Linked DNA regions of Mus musculus: region 1 is linked to region 2. Evidence: chromatin contacts called from public HiChIP or PLAC-seq data. All regions are on one chromosome and are shown on one strand. Each heading gives the region's core, a stretch centred on a gene start, on an enhancer-like site or on the middle of the called end of the contact. The rest is flanking DNA. Distances are from core to core; before and after follow the strand shown.

The links. HiChIP or PLAC-seq counts read pairs in DNA pulled down with a chosen protein or histone mark.
Region 1: an H3K27ac HiChIP or PLAC-seq map of embryonic stem cells shows a contact between it and region 2, with 7 read pairs. The contact joins two enhancer-like sites. A contact is called at or near these places in 2 of 484 Hi-C or Micro-C datasets (the Patski cell line and differentiating spermatogonia), 1 of 115 datasets of contacts at active chromatin or transcription factors (embryonic stem cells) and 1 of 9 other capture datasets (adipose tissue).

Annotation. Positions count from the first base shown.
Region 1 is chr5:143,124,306-143,128,524 of GRCm38.p6, forward strand. No RefSeq gene overlaps it. Among named protein-coding and RNA genes, the nearest start is that of Gm38734, 6.7 kb to the right of the region's middle. Within about 2 kb of position 2,901, at least 21 of the 459 cell types and tissues checked have an H3K27ac peak or open chromatin away from gene starts, as enhancers often do. A contact at or near this core is called in embryonic stem cells, where this site is marked.
Region 2 is chr5:142,726,693-142,730,935 of GRCm38.p6, forward strand. It overlaps Tnrc18 (trinucleotide repeat containing 18), which reads right to left. Exons shown (of 28, transcript NM_001122730.3): 26 at 1,149-1,385; 27 at 286-360. Among named protein-coding and RNA genes, the nearest start is that of Slc29a4, 27 kb to the left of the region's middle. Within about 2 kb of position 1,774, at least 1 of the 459 cell types and tissues checked has an H3K27ac peak or open chromatin away from gene starts, as enhancers often do. A contact at or near this core is called in embryonic stem cells, where this site is marked.

The DNA of each region.
Region 1 (4,219 bases), core at 1,651-4,150, 400 kb after region 2:
TCAATGATGGACAGTGAGTGGTGGCAGTGGCAGGAGCAGGAGCAGGAGCAGCAGCAGCCACAGCGGGATGGATGCACTCACCAGCTGGACGTGAAGGCAAGCAAGCAAACTGCACTGCTCTGTCCTCAGAACTCTTTATACCTGAGTTGCTGCTGGAAGCTCCCATCCACTCAGGAGGAGGGGCTCGCCTCTTAGTTACACCTTCCTGGAAGTACTCTTCCAGGAGCTGTCTCAGAATAGATTCCACATCTCTGCAAACTGCCAGCCGAGATTACCCACCACAGAGGAGGTGGATGGCTTGGAAGTAAAGGGGGTGGGAGTGGGGGTGTATGACAATGGGTTTGTGATTTCCCCCCTCTTTCTCCAGGTATATGAGGGTTTTGATTAAAGTCCTGCAGTCTAGGCATGGACAGTCAGCCAGTTCTGAGAGCAGAGTGCTTTGAGAACAGGCACTCTGGCTTAATTTCCTTCCCACCTGTAGACTCAGGAGGACGTCCCCCCTGCCAGCTCTGGGACCCTGCTCTGGCTTCCAGAGGTTCCGCCTCACAAGATAATCCTGAGCCCAGCAGCCAAGAGCCCTTGGGGTAGTGCCCATTCCAGCAGCTCATAGTGAGAACTCATCATTAGGCTTCCCTGCCTGTGGCCAGTTGCCAGAGAGGTTTCTGCTCAGGTGAGTGTGATTGCCAATTTCCTGGGTGTCTCTCCTTGTCTGAGGTCCTGGATTTGCCTGCCCCAGGCCTCTGACAAATCTTGTCTGAGTCACTAAGCTTCCAGCAGGTTCACCATCTTGCTTGTTGGGACAAGGTGGTGATTTCCAAGAATGTTACCTCACAGGCCACAAATGGCAAGTCCTGCTGGGTCTTTGTGAATTCCGAACTAGCCTGTCTACATAGCAAGTTCCGGGCTAGCTGGGGCTACATAAGGGAGCCGCCTTGTCTCAAAATAAATCAGTAAACAAACATCTGACCTGCTTCCAGGTCATAGGTTAGTGCCTTGATTGTAGAGAAAATAGTTTCCTATTGCAATGCTTAATTAGTGTTTAGTGAGAAATGAATGAGGGCTTCTTGCTCTGTGGTCTTCCATACTAACACTTCCCCATTCACCCCTGACAAGCTGGCTTCTCCTCCACACTGACCGATCAACCAAAACTCCTTTGTTCCTAATACCCCAGCTACAGATTCACCTCAGCTGAAGAATCAGCAGAGTGTGGGTTGGGAAAGCAGTTCGGTGGATAGAGGCTGAGTTCAATTCCTGACACCCACCTAAAAGCCAGGCCTAGCAGTCTGCGTGCCTGTATCCCCAGTACTGGTCAGGCAAGAGACAGATTCAGCAGTGTTTACTCCCGGGTTCATCTTTTTTTGTATCAACATTCCATTGTATTTTCAAGGAGTATAACCCAGGCTTTGAAAGCCATGGGGGGAGGGGAGGCAGCGCCGTCTTGGTTTGTTTCTGCACTTGTTTTCATCTAAGAGGTTGGCCTAAACAGGCGCTGTTGCTACCCGGCTCCAAAGGACTATGATTCTGCGTTGCTATGGGGATGAGATGATTCAAATGCACAGCATGTTCTGTTGCTAAGGCAATTACTGACATCCTCACCTTTTCTGTCAGGAGTGGCGTTGCCACAGATTTCTCCTTATTATTTGTTTTGAGGGTACATAGGTGGTGTGCATGTGCATGTCTGTGTGAGCTTGTGACGGTCAGAAGACACCCTGGGGAAGTTTGTTTTCTCCTGCTACCAGGTAGGTTTTCCAGGGATGGACCTCAGATCCTTAGACTCGGCAGTAAACACCTCTACTCACCGAGCCATCCCGATGGCCCTCAGCTAATTCATGTTTTCTTCTTCCCTCTTTTCCTTTTTTTTTTTTTTTTTTGTCTATGGCATTTATTTATTTAGGCTTGCTCTCTATTCGGTAGCCCAGGATAGCCCAGATTTCATAATCTCCTGCTTCTGGCTCCTGAGTACTACAGTTACAGAAGTAGGGGTGTGTGTGTGTTTTTGTGTGTGTGTGCACACGCGCGCATGCGCCATTAGTAAACATTGGTATTTTTCCTCAGGGCTGCCCAGCTTGATTTTTTTTTTTTTTTTTTTTTTTTTTTTTTTTTTTTTTTTTTTCGAGACAGGGTTTCTCTGTAGAGCCCTGGCTGTCCTGGAACTCATTTTGTAGACCTGGCTGGCCTCGAACTCAGAAATCCACCTGCCTCTGCCTCCCAAGTGCTGGGATTAAAGGCGTGTGCCACCACTGCCCCACTCCAAGTTGATTTTTAGTTAGTTAATTTGTTTTTGCTTTGTTTTGTCTTTTGTCTGTTTTGAGATAGGATCTGTTAAAGGCCTGGAAGTCTCAGACTAGACTAGATGTAGACTGCGTGGCGTGGACTGTCTTGGGCTGAGATTTACAGTCCAGCCCTCATGGCCAGCTTTTTATTTAGATGGTTCTGACAGTTGGACTCAGGTCTGTGTGCTTTTATATCAAGCACAGTCTGAATGGGCTGTCGCCCTGGCCCAAGTTCCCATTTTAACCTTACACTCTCCCTTTAAGTCATTTATCTTTTAGCTTTGCTCATTTTATTTTATGCTATGTAAATACTCTCCTTTCCACTTTCACATAGCTGAATTTTATTGTTAGGAAAGTTTCCTGGGCTGAAGCTGAGGCTCAGACGGTAGGGTGCTTCCCCTAGTGTGTACAAGGAAGCCCTGTGTTCTATCCACAGCACCACGTAGACCAAGTCTGGCAATGCACACTGTAACCCCAGCCCTGGGGAGGGAGAGGCCGCAGGAGCAGGAACTCAAAGTCATCCTTAACCATACAAAAGTGCACAAGGTCAGCCACAAGGTCAGCCTCGGGTACTCCAGGCCTTGTCTCACACAAAACAGCAGCAATTAAAAAAAGCTCTCCCTGGGGCTGCAGAGATGGCTTATAGTCTCTCCCTGGGGCTGGAGAGATGGCTTATAGGTTAAGAGCACTGGACTACCCTCCCTGAGGTCCTGAGTTTAATTCCCAGCAACCATATGGTGACTCACAACCATCTGTAATGGGATCTATACCCTCTTCTGGAGTGTCTGAAGACAGCTGTATTTAAATACATTAAAACAAAACCTTTCTCTGTTACAGATTGTGGGAGAGTTTCTACGTATTTGCTTTTCTCTTTGGCTTTTGCTTTGTTTTGTTTTTTTTATTTGTTGTTTTTCTGTTTGGTTCAGTTGTTGGAGACAGGATTTTTTTTTTTTCCGTGTAGCCCCGGCTACCCTGGAACTCTCTCTGTAGTCCAGGCTGACCTCAGTCACAGAGATCCACCTACCTCTGCCTCCTGAGTGCTAGGATTAAAGGTGTGTGCTACCACTGCCTGACTGCTTTTTCTCTTTGTATGGTTTTATTTTTTAAGTTTTAAAAAAACTTTTAACTAAGTGTATAAGTGGGTCCCAGAGGAGGTCAGAAGGAAAGGGTGTTGGATCTCCTCAAGCTGGAGTTACAGGCATTGTGAGCCACTCGATTGTAGGTATAGAACAAAACCTGGGTCCTCTCAGAGCAAGAGCAGCAAACTCTCTTCTCCAGCCTCTCGTTTCTTTCCTTTCCCATTTTAATCTTTGGTTCATCTCAAATGAATCGACTGGATGGAACTAAGACTGGCTGTCCTCTTGTTGCCACCAGCTACCCTGCTATCCCACCATCACACACTGGAGTCCTTCATCTGGCTTCCTGGCTCGAGATGCTCTCTGTACTTCACGCTGGCTTGGCATCTGTGGCTGGTTCTATTTCTAGATTTGATTCCCCCCATCCCCCTGCTTCCCTGTGGCGTCTACAAATAACAGTGTCTTGCTTTAATGACTAAAGCTTAAAATATGTCTCAATATATGGCAACCCGCCGCCTTTCAAGACTTGCCTGGCTTTCCCTAATATTTTCTCAAATGATACTCCGCTTGACTCAAACTTGAAGATGAGGGAAATGAATAGTGTTTTTATTGGTCGCGTGACTGGTTTATTGATGCACCCAGAGAAGATGGATGTGCTTAAATCTATCCAAGGAAATTAAATCTATCCAAGAGCAGGGATGTCTTTACGTTGGTTCACACTGTCTTTTGACATTCAAGCATATTATGTTTTATTGTTCCGATGAGCTCTGAATACTTCTTTTAAAGCCTATGACTCAGTTTCTTTATTTTAATTCATTCAACTTTTTAATGGAATAGCTTATTCTTTTGTATTTATTTCAAATAGGGTCT
Region 2 (4,243 bases), core at 524-3,023:
AGAGACAAACAGATATGCCTGCAAATGCCAGAGCAAGACACAGAAAGGAAAGGGGCACTAGGAGACGAGGAGACGCCAGGACAAAGGCAGATTCAGTGAGCAGATGGGACAGAGACAGGGACTCCAGCAGCCCAGAGCCACAGATGAGAGAGAGGGATGGGGGAGGCAGGGAGGGAGGGAGAGAGGAAGGGAGGCTAGGAGGGGCAGAGCAGAAAGCTCGAGGCCCACCCCATCTGGACGGAGCTTGCCCTCAGCCAGCACCAAGAGCCCACTGCTGCGTCTTACCTCCATGAAGTCCTTCCTCTGGCTGGAGGCCCGCAGGGCTGCAGGGAGGCTATGCCCTGACTTCTGGTCCCAGTGCTGGGGGAGGGAGGGATAAGAGGAAGTCTTAGCCTTGTTTTCCTCCCATCTGAGATTCCAGGCCCACTGCACAAACTCCCTGGACTACTCAGCCTTTCCACGGGTAGGGCCACAGCATGCCCAGCCACAAATGGAGTAATGTTTTTTTTTTTTTAAGATTTATTTATTTGTTATATGAAAGTACACTGTAGCTGTTTTCAGACACCCCAGAAGAGGGTATCAGATCCCATTACAGATGGTTGTGAGCCACCATGTGGTTGCTGGGAATTGAACTCAGGACCTTCGGGAGAGCAGTCAGTGCTCTTAACCGCTGAGCCATCTCTCCAGCCCGGTGTAATGGTTTTTAATTGCCAATTTGATTCTACCTAGACTTATCTGGGAAGAGTCTCAATCAGGCACTAAGTCGGACTGGGTTGTGGGTACATCTGATGGGGATTATATTGATTTTGTTAATTAAGACCTAGTCCACTGTGGGCGGTTCTATTCCCTGCACAGGGAACCTTGGACTACAGGAGTAGAGGAAGCAAGCTGAGCACTAAGCATGAATGCGTTCGTTCTCTCTGCTCCTGACTGTCAACAGTCATGCTGCCTCATGCTCCTGCCACTGTGACTCCCCACAGAGCTGATCTATCTGTCTGTCTGTCTGGTCTATAACAAAGAACTGTCAGCTAAAAGAAAATCCTTACTCCTGCTTTCCGGCAGGGTATTTTAGCATCAACAGAAATGAAACACCATGGGTCTACCTTTACACACCAGGGACTCTTTCAGTTCCCATCAGGGACACTCACCTGGCCCTCATGGAACTGCTTGCCCGGGCTGGTCTCCTCCGGATGGTAGAACCACTTGACACGAACCACCATATTGTTGCCCCAGGACTCCCACATGCTCTGGATCCGGCCAATATAGGGCAGGTTGGGGCGGCCGGCTGACAGGAAGACTGCGCAGTCACCGATTCGGATCATCTCCTTGCCTCGGACGATGGCCTTGTAGAAGAGCTTGCGAGCCTTGCCTTTCATGCCTCGCCGCTGCGGGACGTGAAAAACCACAGCTAGAGCCCAGCACTGTACCCGAAGCCACAGAGCCAAAGGCAAGACACCCCACCAGGCGGTCTGGGCAGATCTGGATCCCCGATCCCTGGACCTGAGTCACCCGCCATGAACCCTCGGGGTCTGCATGGAAGGGGTGCCTTAGCTTCAGTTTGGAAGCGCTCCCGCCTACCCTTGAGTTCACACTTAAGGCGCTACTGCGGGAGTGGAACACAGTTTAGAGCTAGTGTCTGACAAGAGTTAGCAGGTAACAGGAGGTGCGGTCTTAAAAGGAGCTACCAGGCCTCTGCTCTTTCCTCTCTATCTCCTGCCAGTCAAGAGTAGCTTCTGTGCTCCTGCATTAGTTGAGCCCTCTCGGGCGGGCGCGATGGAGCCGGAACCAGCGCAATGGAACCGGAACCAGCACGATGGAGCCGGAACCAGCTCGTGGTGGGTGGAGACAATGAGCCAAAACCAACCTTTCCTTTTCACAAGCTGATCATCTCACGTAGTTTCTCCTAGCAACAAGGGGGAGTGTACGTGTTTGTGTACACGTACACATGCATATATGTGCATGCAGATTACACGTGTGCAGGTGCATGTATGCGGCAGGCAGAGGGATCTTCCTTTATTCTCTCCATCCACCCATTGTGTGTGTCTTTGTGCATGTGCTTCTGAGTGTGTAGATGCCCACAGAGGCAGGAGAAAGGAGAAAGGTTTCAGAGCCTTTGGAACTAAAGTTTACCGGCCTTGGTGAGCCACCAATGTAGGTGCTGGGATTCAAACCCTGGCTCAGTGCTTTAGTAATTTCTGAGCCATTTCTCCAGCCCTTTGGGCCTTCCTTCTTTCTTGGAGACAGAGCATCATGATGTAGCCCTGGCTGTCCTGGAACTCACTATGTAGGCCAACCAGGCTGGCCTCAAACTCACAGAGGTAAGCCTGCTTTTGTCTGCTGAATGCTGGAATTAAGGACATGTGTCACAGGCTCTCTCACTGAACCTGGAACTCCTCAATATGCCACTGAAAATGGGGGGGGGGGCGGTAAAGAAAATGGCCCCTGACTCTGATATCACTGAACGCCCACCTCTCCAGCCTCACTGAACTTAGGAGCTGATGACACACATGAGCCAGGGTGTCCTCAAACACTGAGGGAGGCCACCAGGTACCCCCAAACTATCCCTATTAATCCCCAACTCCTATCTGCTGAAGTAGCACAACTGGGCAGAAAAGGGGTTCCAACTGCTAGGGACACCCGACAGAGCTGGACACACAGCCAGGGGACGCTGGCCTAGGCACGGGGAGGCTAAGAGCAAGTCCAGGAAGGGCCTGTGAATAGGGAAACCCTACAGGTGAGCCTGGCTACTAAGGCTCAGTTACTGCCTGTTCCCAGAGGCTCTGGTGTAGGTCTTGGCTATCCAGGATGGAGTTACTGGGAAGAAGTGAGGAAGCAGAAGGGTGGGACTTGTGAGGTCAGTAGGTCATCAAGGAACACCCTCAAGGGAGTTCAAGGCCTAGGACGCTCCCCTTTTTCTTTGCTGCCTGCCGGACATGCTATGAGCAGTTTATTCCTGGATGGCTTCCTCACTAGGACACCCAGCGCTTCACAGGAGACTAGAGCAATGGTGTCTAGGACTGGTGCTCGGCTCAGGCAGCATGCAGGGAGCCCCGGCTTCCATCCTCAGGATGTCACCATGTGGAAATGGTAGTACGTGGCTGTAACCCCAGTATGCAGGAGGATCAGGCATTCAAGTTCGTCCTCAGCTATACAGAGGGAATGTTGTTACTGTGAGGGAAGGGAACCTGGGCAACACACTGGGCTCTGAATCTCTCCACCCACAGGCATGGGTGGACATGGAAGCTTCCAGAATAGCTCCTGGCAATACCCTCACCGGAAGTGTATCCATGAGTACCTTGTCCCATGTATACTGCATGTATGTGTAGGTGAACATGTATGACTGTATTCCAGTGTAGTCCTATGTCATGGGTTCACATCCCCGTGCTCCATTTATAATCACTTTCCCCACTGCTACCCACATACCTGATAGATTAAACAAAAAAAAGAAGAAAGACTTTGTTTTGTTGTTATTTTGAGACAGGGTTTCTCTGCGTAGCCCTGACTGTCCTAGAACTGGCTCTGTAGATCAGGCTGGCCTCCAACTCAAAGATCCAGCTGCCTCTGCCTCCCTCCCAAGTGCTGGGATTAAAGGTGTGCGCCACCGCCTTTCCAAGCAAGAAAACTTTAAAAAGGAGGGATGACGTATTTTGGCTCATGCTTTCCGAAGGTCTACTTCAGGGTTATTTGATGCGATGTGCTTGGGTAAAACCGCTGGCGAGGAGAGAATGTGGCAGCTGTTCATGTCTCAGTTGAACAGGAAGACAGGAAGTGGTCAGCAATAACAACCACATCCTCGGGGACCCACTGTGCCAGGGACCACTTTCCACAAGTTTCTACAACTTCCAGCATGGCGCCACTACCGTGGATGGAGTATTCAAAACATGGCAGTGTGTGGTTGGTGGGGGGTGGGACGGGAGTCAGCACTGTTCAATTCATAATAGCACCCGTGCATGCACATGTGTGCCTGAATGTGCATCCGTGTGAGCACTTGGTGCCAGTATGCACGAGCAGGTGTGTGCACGTGTATGGACCTTTTGCATATGTAGGTTGATAGATGATGATAGTGGGTTGGGGGTGCTTAGAACTGGCTTCTGGAAGACCGTCGCCAACTGTCAGGGAAGAGTTATGACCCCCAACCCGCAACACAGAGGTTGCTTGCTTTAGAGTCTACGTAGGGTGCGAGCCGGGGAAAGGTGTTCACTCTGGTCATTTGCTGCTTCAGGGTTCAGAACTTGAGGTTCAA